Regions from separate parts of the Oryzias latipes genome. Here region 2 is linked to region 1. The links are chromatin contacts, called in public Hi-C maps. All regions are on one chromosome and are shown on one strand. The core of a region is the stretch at or near the end of the contact, and the rest is flanking DNA. Distances in the headings are between cores, read along the strand shown.

Region 1 (3,656 bases), core at 7-2,506:
CCTCAGCAAAGGTCAGCATCTGCATCTGCATTTTTTTAAGATGACAAAAAAAAAGTTGCAGTGGTCCTGCCCCCCCCCCCCCCCCACAGACACACACACAGATCCCCACGCCTCAGGCAGCTCCATTTACACAGATTGTCATTCAGATGAGAGAGACACCATTCATTTCAAAAGCATAATTTAAAACAATTAAGGTTTTCAGACAAAAGGGTTTGAACTGGTGACCCTGCATGCAGGACGTCCTGGGCTGCCTCGTGCGACCATATTTCTGCATGCATCAGAGGCTTCTTCATTCATAATTCAGCACAGCATTATCAAGCACAGCGGCTTGATGAATAAAGACAGCTGCATCAATGGGGGAAAAAGGCTCCACCCATCTGATGACACCACCCTCCCCATGGACCTGACCAGAGGGAGCCTGGTCCGTGCAGACCCAGGTGAATCAGGGTGAATTGGGACTGGGGAAGGGGGGCAGCTTACTCATACTCGTAAATTGGGAAAGCTGCGCTCACGCGGGGACGCTTGACCTCATGAGTCTTGGATAACGCGCTCCTCGTGCGCCTAAAAGTGCGTCATAGCAACGTTACTCCAAACAAACAGCCTGAACTGCAGTTTGTTGTTGTGTTATAACAGCTGAGCTGCTGGATGCGCACACACAGTCTGTCCCACCCCTCATCAACAGAAAGTTTCCATTATACCAAACCTTCTCATACACTTTTTGAAGAAAGTTGCGCGCGCGCAGCGGCTCGTGTCTGTGAGGAAGTGAGGTCCCGGTACTTACGCACTGCCTCCTCTTTGGGGTCCAGCCCGGAGCAGGTTTGCTGGAGCAGGCTGAGCCTGCCGTGCAGCCCGCCCAGCCGCTGCCTGGTGGAGGTGAGCTCGACCTCCAGCTCCTGGAAAATGGAGCAGGCATGTTTGGCCAAGTCAGACAGCTGCCGCAGGGTCCGAGACAGAGCCACGTTACTGATGGAGACCAGATCCTCGAAAACCAGACCCTCTTCATTTGGGACTTGATACCGGCACAGAAACTGCGGCTCCACCACTCGTTTGGCAAATGGCATGTTGTTGTGAAGTGAGGAATAAATCCAGTGAAAGTCCGCCGGAGTGAGCAGAAAGTGTCCCCTCAGGCCCCAGCGTGTGGCTCCGTGCGCTCAGCTGCTGCTGAAGCCCCCCATCCTTTCATTTGTTAGAGGGCTGTGGTGCGCCTCGCTGCTGCGCCGGGTCATCTGCCGCCCCGCTGCTGATCTGCTTTTCTCTGCTCCAAAGGAGAGGTGGTTTTTAAAAAATCCGACTCCTGCAAGACCCGGAGTGGATTTCTAGGAACTCCATGGATCTGGACTCTTCCCGGTCACCAGCAACGACTGAAGGGCCCCAAGGGTTGGGGGGCCAACCACAAACACAATTTTAATTTCTTATATAAAAACATATTTACAGGAAAAAAATGAAAATAAAAATATTGGAACTGCACGTGAAAATGTAAAGATTAAATCCAAAGTCAAACATTCAAAATAGAAAAACATCAATGTAAAAAAGAAGAGAACTTCTTTAAGTTGAAACACTATAAACACAGAAATGCACTTAAACAGGTCAAATAACCAAAAATACTGCTGTTAATATTTGACTAACTTTCCAAACTGCAGACGAGGCATTGTTCATCATCTCTGACAAGGGGCTCAAACTCACAACCATGACGTTTCAGTGTCTCCCTCCCTCCACACTTGGCTACCATAAACATCCTGGGGGGCGGCTGTGGGGCAGTGGTAGGGCGGTCCACCCACGATTGTAATATTGCAGGTTCGATTCCGGCCTTGCACGCCCATGAGTCGAAGTGTCCTTGGGCAAGACATGAACCCCACCTTGTCTCTGGTGGGAGGTTGACGCCAGTGTTTGGCACTGGAGCCGCCACCAGTGTGTGAATGTGTCTGTGACTGTAAAGCACTTTGGGTCTTGTAGGTAGAAAGTGCTATATAAGTATACGCTATTTACCATTTACCATCCATCCCAGAGTTGGTCCAAACATTCATCTTTGACTTTATTGCACAGATTGAATAGTCCCATGAGGTGCATTCACAGGCTGCATGGAATTTCCGCATTAATGTGCTTTTGTCAAAAGCTAATTTCAAGCATTTGCCCACACTGACATCAGCCAACACAAACACTTTGTCTCCATGTCATTGGAACTCTTGGAATGACAAAGACTCACAACTACAATACATTGATCAGTAAGAACACACAAATAATGCATAACATTGCCCGTATTTCAATATGTGGATGTTTTATCAATGCATGATTGAATAAAAATCTTTAAGGTAATTATTTTATTGTATATCACTACTTTTAACATTTTTTCTTCTGTTGTAGGCTGAAGAAAACTTTTGTGACTTAAACAAAGCTAGTTTCTTAAAAAGAAGCCATTAACAGACTGATTATCTGAGCGAACAGCCACAGAATCCTTCTTCCAACAGTACTTAAGAGTAATGATAATCTTTTTAGGAAATACAAATTCCAGCATCACTCCATCTTCTAAACCCGTTTATTTTTTGTAAAGGTCACAGTTTTGCTGAGTCTACCCCAGCTCCTCTAGGGCAAAAGCAGAGTACACTCTGGACTGGTTGCCAGCCAAAGTTAGTATTCATTTGGGTGAAGTTGACACTGTTGTGTGTTCCAAGCACAAATTAGGAGAAGAGGTGTTAAAAGATGAAAATGCTGGTGCTTTTATGAACTGATCAAATGCAGAGTTCTATTCAACACGGTGTAAAGGCTTCCTCTCTGACTGTGTGGTGTCTCTGCTCCGGTCAGTGTTTGCTGTCCCGTCTGGGCGTGGGTGTGACAGCCTGAACTCCGCTTCATTCACATTTGCTGAATGAGTGTTTAGTTAAATCCCGGCAGCCAGAGCAGACACAGCAGCGGCCTGACGGCTCATCCTGTTGCCCATCCAACGTCCACAGCAGAAGTGCAACCTTTGCAAAGCCGTGCCGAGGACAAAAGGGGGACGCCGTATGCCGTCATCTTTGAGTAATGCTGCTACTACAAAGAGACAAACTTGAACAGATGCAAGCTGGTGATCTTTGCTGTGTGAAGGCTTTGCAATGCAATGATGACATCATTGTGGAGTTCTTTATGCAGGTTTGATTAAGTTTGTTTCAACAAACTGCAGCATCTCTGTTCCTAAGGATTTCTGAACCAAGAGACCTGGATCTCTTAATATCAGATTTAATACTCATAAATAATAGTAATAATTACATACATAATAACAGACGAAGAGGCTGGATGGCAATTACACTGAACAGACATGTACTTAGAGATACTCGGGGCTCACATGCAGTCGTTTCCACATAAGGAGCAGCCGTCATCCTGAAATGCAAAACAACTTTAAAGTGTTATTTACGATTGGAGGGGAAAGACTCTTGGATAAGTCTCCTCATTTCATCAAAGCAAACCCTACTCCACACGTGTATACGATGAAGCAGCACCTCCATTGTGGGAGGAGATTGTGAGGTGACATGGCAGACACTAAAACTCACCGGACTACATCAAATATTGGTTTGTGGGAACAAGGAATCACAAATATGCAGCTGTTGTCTGGGAGCTTGTCTCTGACTTAAGAGGAAGGCCGGCTTTCTTAATGTTTCTCAGGGAGCAGAATTTAGGTGGTA
Region 2 (3,532 bases), core at 952-3,451, 42 kb before region 1:
GACTCACCGTCCGGACAGTGCTGGGGGAGGGGTGCAGTGGCATGGGGGGCAAGGCCGAGATGGTCACTCGCCTCTCCCCGCTGCCTGACGCTCTGTGGCGATCTGGGGCAAAAAAAGTGAATTTATAGAGACATTTAGGAAAAATGAGGACAAAACCCACAAAAGAGCATTAAGAAACCCAGAAAATGTATAGAAAAATAAATAAATAAACAATCAAAAACATCCAGATGATTCTAATGCTCTAATGCTGGTAGGGTGTGTTGGCATCATTCGTCCACTAGAGGGCGGAAAATCACCAGAATTTCCTTATGTGTTGGTTTGCTGCAACAACAGGAGGGGGGCTCACCTCGGTTTAGGGCCCACAGGCTTAGGCTGGCTTGCCTGTGGAGGTCTTCTATGCATGCTGGTCGCGTGGAGGAGTTGAGAAGGTTCCTCTGCTGGAGCCAGGAAGACCGGAAGTGTTCCGTCAGCTTACTCTCCACGTCCAGATTAGACACCGCTGTCAGAGAAATGAAGAGAGGACTTCAGCATCCATCCTCCGATGGAGAGCATGGTATGAGGGCTTTCATGCAAACGCAATGAGCTGCAGATGTGATGGACGTGGAGACCCCAGCCTCTGGGTGTTCGGTTTACTCAAGAGCCTCTGAATTGAATAGAAAGTGAGATTGTGAACTGGAGATAAATGAACACCTGTATTAAACTGACAACCGACCAATGCTATCCGCTAAAGCTCTGGTTTCAGCTGCAGCCAAACAATAGACTTAATGCAACCTGAGAGGGTCATTCTGACCAGTCTAATCCCACTCCCCCCATCAAGACTCCTGGAGTTACAGATTTCAAATGACACCTGAGGTTGGCAGGTGAGGGATTAAATGTGTCTGCATCCCCTGTGTCACTCGTCTTTAGCAGAGTGGGCACCTCTTTGACCAAACTGTCTGTCTGGCCTCCATGCCTGTCAGGCTGCAGCTTCAGCTGCTCCAAGTTTCCATTGCAGTGCAGCCAGGAGCTAACTTTAGTCTCATTCAGTCAAGACAGGCATGACTCCGACTGCAGCCGGAGCTGAGTCTGCAGATGCAACGGCGGAAGGACAGCAACCTTGCTGAACGGATTTACCCCAAAGACAACCTGAGTTTACCCTTAATGAGCCATAAGCCCAGAAAAGTGACCCCGCCAGCTCACAAAACCTCTGACCTGCATCTGTAGCTTAGCAGTGGATGAGATGAGTCTGAGAGTAGTAGCGATGTGGACTTCCAACAAGCTTCCAACAAGCTCACTCCTCGTTGGTCAGAGGGGTTTCCATGGAAACGACGACCCAAACTGATTCCAACAAACAACTGCTCACTAATGATTTCTGGATCCAATATGGTGGGGTCAAAATTGCGAAACAAAGGCAACTAAATTGACTTCATTTCATTGGAGCTGGAAGAAAGCCTTTTTTTTTTTATGGGTGCCGTCACGCTGACAAAACTCAGGGCAGATGCTGCAAAGTTTGTTGAGTGGATGTTTCCACGTCAGCTGTTTGACTAGCGCCGTGCAGAATCATCCATCAGCCATATAAGTGACCCGGTTTTTAAAGATCTGAGCACACTAATCGAACGCACAGGAAGCCACTTTTGTGGAAAAGTGACAACAGAAGTGAAAGTATCTATCTACCAATAGCATTTTTTTTTTATTTTTTTGCAGAAAGGTGTTTGATCACATGGAAAAAGCAAATCTGAACAGACATTTTAGGGAGAAACTCGACTTTTGTCCCCACAAATGAACAAAAGCATCAGAATTGACTCACAACAGACTTCCCTGCGGTCACACTAAGCCTGCAGTCTAACTCATTTCAGCCCTTTGGTTGACTTATGCCTCCAACCGCTTATTTTATTGTCAATATATCACCATTTCCTGTGAAATAGTGGCTTTCGACGTGGTGCAATCCATATGATTCTTATTACAGTGAGGCTGATGAAGACTTTCAGGAACTCCCTGTTTCCTGAGGAGATCCATCTGCACGCCTTTTATTTAGGATCCTCCTTCTGTCAGATGTCGTGTGTGTTGTGTGTGTGTGTGTGTGTGGAGTGACACGCTCCCAAATAACCAACCACCATATTTCAACAGTGACTAACATGTTTTTTTCTCCTCAGGAGCCCCTCAGCCGCTCTGTTTGTCCTCGCCTCCCCTCTCCAGCTCCCTGCTGAGACGTGAACTCTCGACCTGCTCGTGACACCCCCAGAGTTGTCTTCGGCACACTAAAATCCATTAAAAACAACAGCAGGAGGTGGGGGGGGGGGGCTCTGTGACAGCACTTTCATTCAACTTTCTCTGTTTTTCTGCTCAGAGAAACACTTCTTCTCTTTGCTGGAATCTCTGACTTTTACGGGAGGGGGTGAAGCAGAAGATCACTTATCAGCAGCAGCCCCCTCTTTAGGAATTACAGGAATATCCCCCCGTCATCAGCCCTGCAGGCCAGTAGAAGCCATGGGGGGGTGGGGGGTGAGTTTCCTCACACTGCCTTGTAATTTAGCTGATGGTGTCCCAGACAGGAGTCCAGTCCAAACCCCGCTGCAGCTGCAATTACACAGGAGTCTAGGAAAATGTCTTTAAGCCGCTCGATGGCGTGTTACCTTCAGACCGGAGGTGAAGGCAGCATTGGAGGGGGTTGATCACAGCTCACCTAACATCACCTAAGGGCAGTCGGTGCAGGTGGAGAAGCCTAAAATGCCACTGAAGCAGCATTCTCTCATCATCCGCCCTCCCCAGCTTAACAAACGCCTCCTCGGCTTCCTCCCAGCCCCTTCAGCGGGAACATCTGCTCACATCCTCCCTTAAGTCCCCCCCTCAACACCCAGTTTACAGATGGTCCAGGCAGAACCGGACTCAGACTACCACTAATCTGTGCGCGGAGAGCTGCAGGACAGGAAGAGCGCTAATCCCAACTGCTGCCACAACAATGGAGGATGAGGGAGGATGCACATTTCTGCCAAAAACAGCTGACAGTAAATTCAAACGTCGATAAAAGCATCTAGAAAATGCTGGAGAACAATCACACTTCGGAATATTTACAACTCATTTCCACAGTGAGCAACTCAGAGGCAGAAATCCAGATTTTTTCTTCACCAGGGGGAAAGAACTCAAAGAAGCAAAACAGAAACAAACCATAACCGATGGCACTGATGGAAATGTTGCCGTCAAAGAGGAAACGGCGTCCGGAGAAGAAGAAAAAAAAGAGCCGCGGCGCTCTGCCGAGCACCGGCTGCTGGAGACCCTGACGTCTGACTAGAGAAGCACAAAGACAGGAGTCCAGTAAACACACAATAACTCCCGATTGGTAATCCGCTCTGAGCCTTCATCCGCCCAGCTGATGGAGGCTGCCGCTCCAGATGATGATGATGACGATGATGATGGAGTGTGAGATTATTTACGTTCAGCAAGAACTCTGAGGAGTCGCAACTGATGATGCGGCTAGAGGAAGGATACAGCACAATCAACCCGCTGTCTGATTTAACCAAAGAAACATGAACTCTGCCTCACGGATCCTCATTTT

What was found. Hi-C and Micro-C count contacts between places; a contact is called where the count stands out from the background.
Region 2: a contact with region 1 is called in a Hi-C map of gastrula embryo, with 2.1 times the contacts expected there. The contact joins the enhancer-like site here to the promoter of nhs in region 1. A contact is called at or near these places in 5 of 5 Hi-C or Micro-C datasets (embryo, fibroblasts and gastrula embryo).

The regions. Positions count from the first base shown.
Region 1 is chr4:28,754,692-28,758,347 of ASM223467v1, reverse strand. It overlaps nhs (Nance-Horan syndrome protein), which reads right to left and starts at 1,256. Exons shown (of 9, transcript XM_020702668.2): 1 at 782-1,256. The coding sequence starts at 1,061.
Region 2 is chr4:28,797,815-28,801,346 of ASM223467v1, reverse strand. nhs (Nance-Horan syndrome protein) reads right to left here. Exons shown (of 9, transcript XM_020702668.2): 2 at 347-499; 3 at 8-102. Among protein-coding and RNA genes, the nearest start is that of rai2, 19 kb to the left of the region's middle. Within about 2 kb of position 2,201, at least 3 of the 8 cell types and tissues checked have an H3K27ac peak or open chromatin away from gene starts, as enhancers often do. A contact at or near this core is called in gastrula embryo, where this site is marked.